3 separate regions of the Mus musculus genome follow, and regions 1 and 2 are each linked to region 3. Evidence: chromatin contacts called from public ChIA-PET data. All regions are on one chromosome and are shown on one strand. Each heading gives the region's core, a stretch centred on a gene start, on an enhancer-like site or on the middle of the called end of the contact. The rest is flanking DNA. Distances are from core to core; before and after follow the strand shown.

Region 1 (2,700 bases), core at 168-2,667, 190 kb after region 3:
TATTTTCTCTTGTGAATATAACAACTGGATATTTCTTTAAACAGATGGCCTGTGTATATTTCATATTTGTAATGAAGTAGTTAAAAACTCACAGAGAATGTCTCCAGGGAACTTGCAGCTTGTGTCTTGTTTGAATACTCATGGGATATCAGGTTCTTGTTCAGTGTCTCCTTCCTAAGAGTACTTTTGTACTGTAACTTATTTTTTATTATGCATGAATCACTGTGTAAATAAACCCTTAGTAATAAAGAACTATGATTTTTATTATTTGCTTACAAACAAATCTGCAAAATTCACAACAGCAGTTAATGGAAAACAAGGGAAGATGTTTAACTTTGCTCAAGTTTTCTTGGTAGATAGTAGAGTTAGACACGCAGAGCAATCATTAATTGATGAAATTAATTTCTAGTAGTTTTATATTTCTATAGGCTTCACATATTGCTTTGGAGGACTGGGAAATGGGCAAAATGATAGCACACATTTGGAAGACTCATTTCTTGGACCTAACCCTAATCTGAGTCTTACGACTGAAGTCCAGGTTGTCCTTAGTTCTTCTGCCCCAGTCTTGCAGATCTTGGATTTACAGGCTTTTGCCATCCTACCTGACTTAGTTTGGGAACTTTAGAAACAAGGATATTTGTTTTTCTACTCTTGATTCTTCTCATAGAAAAAACTACCGGCTTCCAAGTCTAGTAAAGTATGCCAATGGAAAATGTCAGCTATGAAATATTTCCAAAAGCTGAGGCTTTTTATTCCCTTTTACTTTCATTAACCATGGCGGGTCCAGGAGAATTGAGTGATTACACCAGTAAAGCGGGGTCCTTTCCACCCTTTCTTTCAGAGCATGTTAGACTGTCTCATTCCACGTCAAGTACCGTGATAATGATATCCTTACTTTTAAAATGCAAAGATACACAAACCCAAGTTCCTCCTCTCCTTTAATACACACTGTAATGATTTCATCATCACTGTCACTGCAGTAATTTAATAAACATCCAATTCTGAATGATGTAATGGCTACATTAAAAGGTACACAAATGACGACGCTTGCACGTATTTACCAAAGGACCCAAAAAAGATATATTTATTCTGATCTTGGATGGTCGCCTACGTTTTCCTGAACTTCAAATGTATGAGAATCTTTTGTGAGGGTTCAACTTAGATATTCTAGAGAGATAACTTCTGGATTACAGTCGGAGGATCGAGCCTGGTTCCCTGGAATTCCATAAAAATAGAACTGTTTTTTCAGTCTGTAGCCAATCTGAAGCAGAAGAGCGCAATCAGATCCTCCTGAGAGTCAAAGAACCGCTGATGAGGGTAACCGGGTACGATTCTAGTAACAATCCTTGTCCCTGATTGAGGTTGGGTCCGGGACGGCTCTTTCAAAGGTGACTCCCGACATGACGTCACTTCCGGCACCACCTGCATGGTCCCCGGGAGGCGTAAAGAGGGTGTGTAAGTATCGGAAGAGCTGTCGGGATGCAGCTGGCAAGAGGAACAGTAGGAGGCCGTGGCTGCGCTCTCTTTCCACTGCTGAGCATCCTAGTCGTCCAGGGTGAGTGCGCCAGCTGGCTGGACTCCACTTCCGGCAGGGGGCGGGGGGGTCAGGAAAGATGGTCGCTTTTCCGGTTCCGGGTTGGGGGGTCTCAGAAAAGCCCCCGCTCGGCTTCTGCGAAGGAAGGAAGGAAGGAAGGGAAGGAGGGGGTGTGGGATGGTTTTCTTTCCCGGCTAGCACCTCCCACTGCGGAGAGTTGGTTCCCCTCAGCTCTCAGAGCCCGACCACCTTGTGAGACTTGACACCGCCTTGATGATGCCTTGACGAAACCACAGCGAGCACAGGCTTGGCGGACACTCACTGCTCTTGTGAGATTCTCTGTGCTTGTCTGCCAGGGTTCTGAGTTGCTGTTACACCCTGGTCGGAAACCGGGCAATTCGTGTTCCAGTTATTTTGAGAGACACAATCAGGGCTAGGGAAAAAAAGGAAAAAAAAAAAAAAAAAGAAAAGAAAGGAAGAAAGAAGAAGAAGAGGAAAAAAGGAAAATCATGACTTAGTGATTTTATTTCAGGGGCTTTTAAATAAAACATTTTAGACAAGAGTTATAGTGTGATTTTTCTTATAGCAGGCATATTGCTGAAGAAAAGGCACCTTAGGACTTTCTAAACATTCTGAAGTATAAGAAAAGTCATAGCCATTCTTCTGAAACTTGAATCTTTTAACTATTGTCAGTACAGTGTTGCCATAATGACACTATTGTAAGGTTTGGATAATTTTACTTTCATGCTATTCCAATTTCTAAATTTCAATCCAAACTAATTAGCTTCATTTTGAAATGCGAATATTCTCTTGATTAGTGTGTGTGTGTGTGTGTGTGTGTCTTCCTAAGAAATGGAATACTGGTATAGCTAGCATTAGAATGAATTGTTGTATTGTAGCATTTCTCTGAAAATAATGGACATTTCTGAAAGGGGTCTTTAATATTGTGTAAGTATTAGGTGGCTGAGTCTCATCAGGTAAGATGAGGAGGTTTTTGTTTATCTGGTGACTAATCTGCATGTTGCCAGCACACTCCCTGATCCCTCCCAGCTACCTATGTCATCATAAATGTCCAGTTTTCCCTCTGAGTTCTTTTTACAACAGAGCCAGGCCTACTGTCACCTCATATAAACTCATATATATATATATATATGCATACATACACA
Region 2 (2,700 bases), core at 10-2,509, 220 kb before region 3:
GTGCTGCTTACTGGCTTGCTCCTCCTGGCTTGCTCAGCCTGCTTTCTTATAGAACCAGGAACCAACCAGAATGGGCTAGGCCCTCCCCCATTAATCACTAATTAAGACAATGCCCTACATTGTCATCTAAGCCCAATCTTATGGAGTCATTGTCTCAGCTGAGGCTCCCTCCTCCCTGATGACCCCAGCTTGAAACAAGTTGACATAAAACTAGCCAGCACATAGATCACGTCTTAGTCAAACTTTCTCTCAAGCTTCAGTGGAGTATTCCTCAGCCACGCGACAGGGACAGGCTGCACAATAGGGCAGGAGGCCAGCTGGAGCATCTCCACCCATAAACAGGACAGGCACCGCCCTCAGCTGGCCACATGCAGTCCTTCTGTCTCACAATAGCTTCTGAAGAGAGCTACCATTAGTCCTGCTTTGCAAAAGAGGAAACTAAGACCCCAACAAACCGTAGTGACTGCAATGGACTTATGGAGACCAAATGAGGCCAAACCAGGGCCTATCTCTTAGGCTCTCAGTGAGAGTGGCCTCAGCAATCTCAGTTGAGTGGTCTGGGGACAGGCTTGGCTGGCCCTCGGCATAGGTGTCTGTGTGGCCAGAGTGGCCGATGGCTTGCAGGTGGCACTGATTGAAAGTGAGTAGGAGGTGTGAGGACCACAAAAACTTCACCACAAAAAAGAATTGTCACGGTCGGGACCGGCTGGGCCCTGGCCTACCTTTACATCTCTCTCTTGTGCTGTTTCTCACCACAACAGAAACTGCTTATCTGCAGGTGCGTAGCTATTCTAGGAGAATGAACGGTGTGTGGCTTCCTATTAGTGTTCAGAGGATCAGTCACACCACCGAGGCCTGCGGTCCCACGGCTCTGGCCCCGCCCAGCACCGGAAGCCTGCAGCTCCGCGGGCTGGAAGCTGATGTTTAGGGCCAGCCTGCAGCCACACTGGCCCTTTCCCCTCCTGCCGAATGGGGCCAAACCGCCCAGCCTGATGGGAGATTTTAGTTTTCAAATGGCATTCTAGTTGGCTACATATAGCGGGGCACGGCAGAGCAGGACACGTGGGGCAGTTTAACAGTTTGCTGTCCATAGATATCTTGTCACGGGTCATGACCTTGACCACCTCAGCACCCCAGGACTGGGACAAAGAAGTCATGTCATTGTGGCATCACCAAACATCCAGAGAACCAGGAGCTCCTTGCCTGAGAAGGCCTTGAAGTGCAGGCGGCTGAGACAGGGGCACACCTGACAGGCAAGAGTGAGGAAGGTAGCTGTTCTACACCAGCAGGGGAGCAGCTGCTGGCATGCCTATGTAGACAACACAGCCTTTAAAAAGTATTTCTTTTATTTTTTGAGACTATAATATCACTGTGTCGTTTCTTCCTTTCATCCCTCCAAGCCTTCCCATACACACCCCTTCTTTCTTTATTTCAAATTCATTGCTTCTCTCTCTCTCTCTCTCTCTTTCTCTCTCTCTCTCTCCCTCTCTCTCTGGTTTGGTTTTTTGAGACAAGGTTTCTCTGTATAGCCCTGGCTGTCCTGGAACTCTCTTTGTAGACCAGGCTGGCCTCGAACTCAGAAATCCACCTGCCTCTGCCTCCCGAGTGCTGGGATTAAAGGCGTGCTCCACCAAGCCCGGCTCATTGCCTCTCTTTTGCATAAATTATTGCTCTCTCTCTCTCTCTGTGTGTGTGTGTGTGTGTGTGTGTGTGTACTTAGATACATAAATACAACCTGTTCAGCTTGTAGAATGCTACTTGTCTGTATGTTTTTAGGGCTGAGCACTTTTAACTCTTCCTGTAGCCTCAGCTGGCCACAGATGAGGCAGGCATGAATACGGAACAGCTCCAAATGGGGCTGCGGTGATGGCACAGACCCCAGAGTGCCTGCCTCACAAGCTGCAGGACCTAAGTTTGGATCTCCAGCACCCCGCCGGTGGTGGCAGTGCCGAGGAGGCAGAGGCAGGAGCATCCCTGGGAATTTCTAGTCCGCCAGTGTAGTCAAGTCGGTGAGCTCTGGGATCTGTAGGAATACCTTCCTCAGACACCAAAATGGAGAGCAATTGAGAAAGAGTTTTCACGCTGACTTCTGGCTTCTGATACACGCACTCCTACATGCACAGAAAGAGACAGAGGACAAGACCTTGTCACCTGGCTGGAAATGTTATGGACATATGGGTCCTAATGGGAAGTGGGGCTTGGGGGGAGGGGGTTGTGGTTTTTTCTTTTGTTTTTGTTTATTTGTTTTATGCTTGTTTGTTTGTTTGTTGTTTTTCAAGACAGGGTTTCTCTGTGTAGTCCTCACTTGTCCTAGAACTTACTCTATAGACCAGGCTGACCCCAAACTTAGAGATCAACAAGGACCACTCTGCAGAGGGTGCCATTAAAGATGCCACTCAGCCGCAGACAGGACAGAAATCTGAGAAACAGTGACTTAAATAGGGAGGAAGTGTGTTCATCTCATTTGACAGGAGCCTAGGACATTAGTGGGTTAAAGAGACTGTGCAGCACAAGAGACTAAAGCAGGAGGATGGCCGTGAGTTGGAGCCAACCTGGGACACTTAGTTCTTCACCGGCTTGCGCTATGAGAACTTATCCCAGAAAAAAAAAAAAAAAAGCAAAACCATGGCTCTAGAGAGTCTGTACTGCTCTTCTGAGGACCTGAGTTCCCAGCACTCATGTCAGGCCCTCACAACAGCC
Region 3 (2,700 bases), core at 102-2,601:
CTGGCTGGCCTGCTACTCACTAAGCAGCGATTCTCTTGGCTCGCCCTCCCAAGTGCAGGGGCTGCAGGCAGAGCTGCCATGCCTGGCTCTCAAGTGCATGCTTCCACTGTAAGAGTTCAGTTCTCTCCTGGTTTGTTCTCAAGATGCAAAATCAAGTTTCATCTTTCCTTTTAGGACTACGGGCTACTGAATGACCAATAGCAAGTTGGGTATCACTGAGAAAGCCACAACTTCCTTCCCTCTAAAACAAACAGGGCCATCTCACCGCAAAGGCAGTGTGAAGAATAACATGAACATCCCATTTAGGAAAGCAACAAGGCTTCCAAGGTCTCTGTCAGTTCATTATCTTTTAGGACATAATGGTCAAATAATATAGTTGGAGAACTCATGGTCTATTGATAACTATTTCATGTTTGGAAGCTTACTATCAAGTTCTGAGAAGCCCATATTAGATGGCATTAACTACTTTTTAAAGAAAGTCCCTGGTATTTTTTAAAGTGCTCTGATACTGGAGTCTTTCAAGAAGAAGAGAGAATGCAATTGGAATGCACTGTGAATTTCAAAAAAAATTACTGAGGAGGAGGAGGAAGAGGAGGAAGAGGAGGAAGAGGAGGAGGAGGAGGGAGGGAGAGAGAGAGAATATGAACAGACCAACGGGTATGGCATGCCTATGATTCCAGTACTTGGGAGGCAGAAGCAGGTAGATCTCTGTGAATACAAGGCCAGCCTGGTCTCAAAAACAAAAACAAAATCAAGAAGAACAGAGAAAGTAAGAGGGAATTCCACGTTTCTGTCTTCTCCCTTCTGTGAGTGAGGACCAGCATGGTTAGCACTGTAAAACTACACGTGAAGTCTGAGTTTGTTCTCTGTCTCTGATGGCAGCAACCATGCCCCCAGGGAGCGGCCCGCCCTTGGCTCGCAGGATTCCCGCAGTAAACCGGCTTCTAAGAACTGTATGAGCATAGCTGGTTAAAGGGACTTGATGAAACTTAAGAGAATAAACTAAGTAGTAATCTACTTAACAGAAGAAGGCAATGATACTCAATTCCCAGCGCTGAATTAAAAAATTCTAACAGTTTAACACCACAATGGAGGCCTGGCGGCGGGAAGACGCCTGGTGTGAGTATTAATTCTGCCCAGAGTTTTAGTAATCTAGATGAATAATCCCAACTTCACAGCTCTCGGTCTGACTGTACAGGAAATGCTTTCTGTAACCCAACATATCTAAAAAGGTTTCATTCTGAGTGATGCAAACCCTCCACACAGACTCAAAAGCCAAGGGTCAGAGGTTTATATCAGACTCACTCACATGAAGACTGGAAGCGACTTGCAAGCCCTGCCACAACCCTCCACATGCAGGCTTCTGGAGCCACAGAGAGACAGAAACTTACTTCCTGTGTGAGGACCATGTCTACTTACTCCCAGCTCTTTTTGATGTCTAAGATTTGTCTTTCAGCTTCACTTTAAAAAGTTTTTATTCTCCTATAAAACCACTACAAAAAACCATTATTCCATAAAGACATTTCTCTGGAAGCTTACTACAAAAATTAATTATCATCATAAATTGACAATCCAAATCAAATACTTCTTGAGAAGCCAGTGAGGCCCTGGGACCCTTGAGGAATATTAAAATATATAAAACCCGATCCATGTCCTCAAGAAGCTGAGTGAGGCTATATTTATCGATTCACAGGAAGGGGAGGTAGAGAGAGGTCATTTTATACATATGTAGGCAGAACTGTGCTTTTACCTCCGGAGAGGATTATTTTGGTAACCTTTTTCCATCACTATGACAACCATCATTAGCAACAAGTTCTTTCTACACCATTCTCCTATCAGTTTAAACCTATTTTCTCTTATCCCCGTACCAGTGGAGCTAGAGTTTTTGAAGAATTGTAAGTCATCCCTTAACCCTTCACTTGTTCAACCTCTCCTTCCTGACTTCCAATTATAGTATCAGCTTTTGTGTCTCCTCACAACCATCACCAAGGTCTCCTCATCCCTTTAGAGCTAAAGAACCTAGGAATGGAGACAACATCCAAGCAAGGGGATGGCCCGAGCTAAATGCTATCTGTATAAAAGATAATGCCGACTAATCAGAGTACCTCAACACCACTTCAAAACCCCTGCCTTGGGGTGCTTTTAAAGCTAAGTCCTGTATGGGAGGCAGAGGTAGATGGATCCCTGAGTTTGACTGAGGTCAGCCTAATGTGCATAAGTAGTTCTAGTGGTTGCTAGGGCTACATAGCAAGACACTATCTCATATAGTAATTAATAATGATTCATTAACAAGTCCTGTGATGGCTCTTATACTTTCCTCTGCAATACGTGTGTGTATGCACATGTGTATGGGGTGTGCATGCTTGAGCATACAGAGGACTCTCTGCATTACCACCTTGAGACAGGGGTCTCTCACTGGACCTGGAACTCAACATTTCTGACAAGGCTGGCTGGCCAGTGAGCTCCTAGGATCCATGTGTCCCTGTTCAACTCAGGACTGGAGTTCCAGGCACATGCAGCCATGACTGGCTTTACATGGGTGATGGGCATCCCAGCTCACACCCTCATGTGAGCATGCAAAGGGCAAACATTCTTACCCACGGAGCCATCTCCCCAGACAAAGTCAAAATCACCTAGCTGTACACATTCTCCTAGTTTAGTAAAACCTTGCAAAGTGTCCCTAAGAGTTCAATAAATACT

Evidence for each region. ChIA-PET counts read pairs in DNA pulled down with a chosen protein or histone mark.
Region 1: a contact with region 3 is called in an RNA polymerase II ChIA-PET map of effector CD8 T cells, with 14 read pairs. The contact joins the promoter of Mpzl3 here to the enhancer-like site in region 3. A contact is called at or near these places in 2 of 484 Hi-C or Micro-C datasets (memory CD8 T cells and nephron progenitors), 2 of 115 datasets of contacts at active chromatin or transcription factors (effector CD8 T cells and embryonic stem cells) and 2 of 9 other capture datasets (liver and pancreatic islet).
Region 2: an RNA polymerase II ChIA-PET map of effector CD8 T cells shows a contact between it and region 3, with 9 read pairs. The contact joins two enhancer-like sites. A contact is called at or near these places in 1 of 115 datasets of contacts at active chromatin or transcription factors (effector CD8 T cells) and 1 of 9 other capture datasets (adipose tissue).

Annotation. Positions count from the first base shown.
Region 1 is chr9:45,053,764-45,056,463 of GRCm38.p6, forward strand. Mpzl3 (myelin protein zero-like 3) reads left to right here and starts at 1,418. Exons shown (of 6, transcript NM_001093749.3): 1 at 1,418-1,555. The coding sequence starts at 1,480. Mpzl2 (myelin protein zero-like 2) reads left to right here. Exons shown (of 6, transcript NM_007962.4): 6 at 1-280.
Region 2 is chr9:44,645,337-44,648,036 of GRCm38.p6, forward strand. No RefSeq gene overlaps it. Among named protein-coding and RNA genes, the nearest start is that of BC049987, 26 kb to the right of the region's middle. Within about 2 kb of position 1,260, at least 107 of the 459 cell types and tissues checked have an H3K27ac peak or open chromatin away from gene starts, as enhancers often do. A contact at or near this core is called in effector CD8 T cells, where this site is marked.
Region 3 is chr9:44,867,635-44,870,334 of GRCm38.p6, forward strand. The region is part of intron 1 of Kmt2a (lysine (K)-specific methyltransferase 2A); the gene reads right to left. It overlaps Gm39326 (a long non-coding RNA gene), which reads left to right. Exons shown (of 4, transcript XR_870694.3): 1 at 1-2,700. Among named protein-coding and RNA genes, the nearest start is that of Kmt2a, 12 kb to the right of the region's middle. Within about 2 kb of position 1,352, at least 57 of the 459 cell types and tissues checked have an H3K27ac peak or open chromatin away from gene starts, as enhancers often do. A contact at or near this core is called in effector CD8 T cells, liver and memory CD8 T cells, where this site is marked.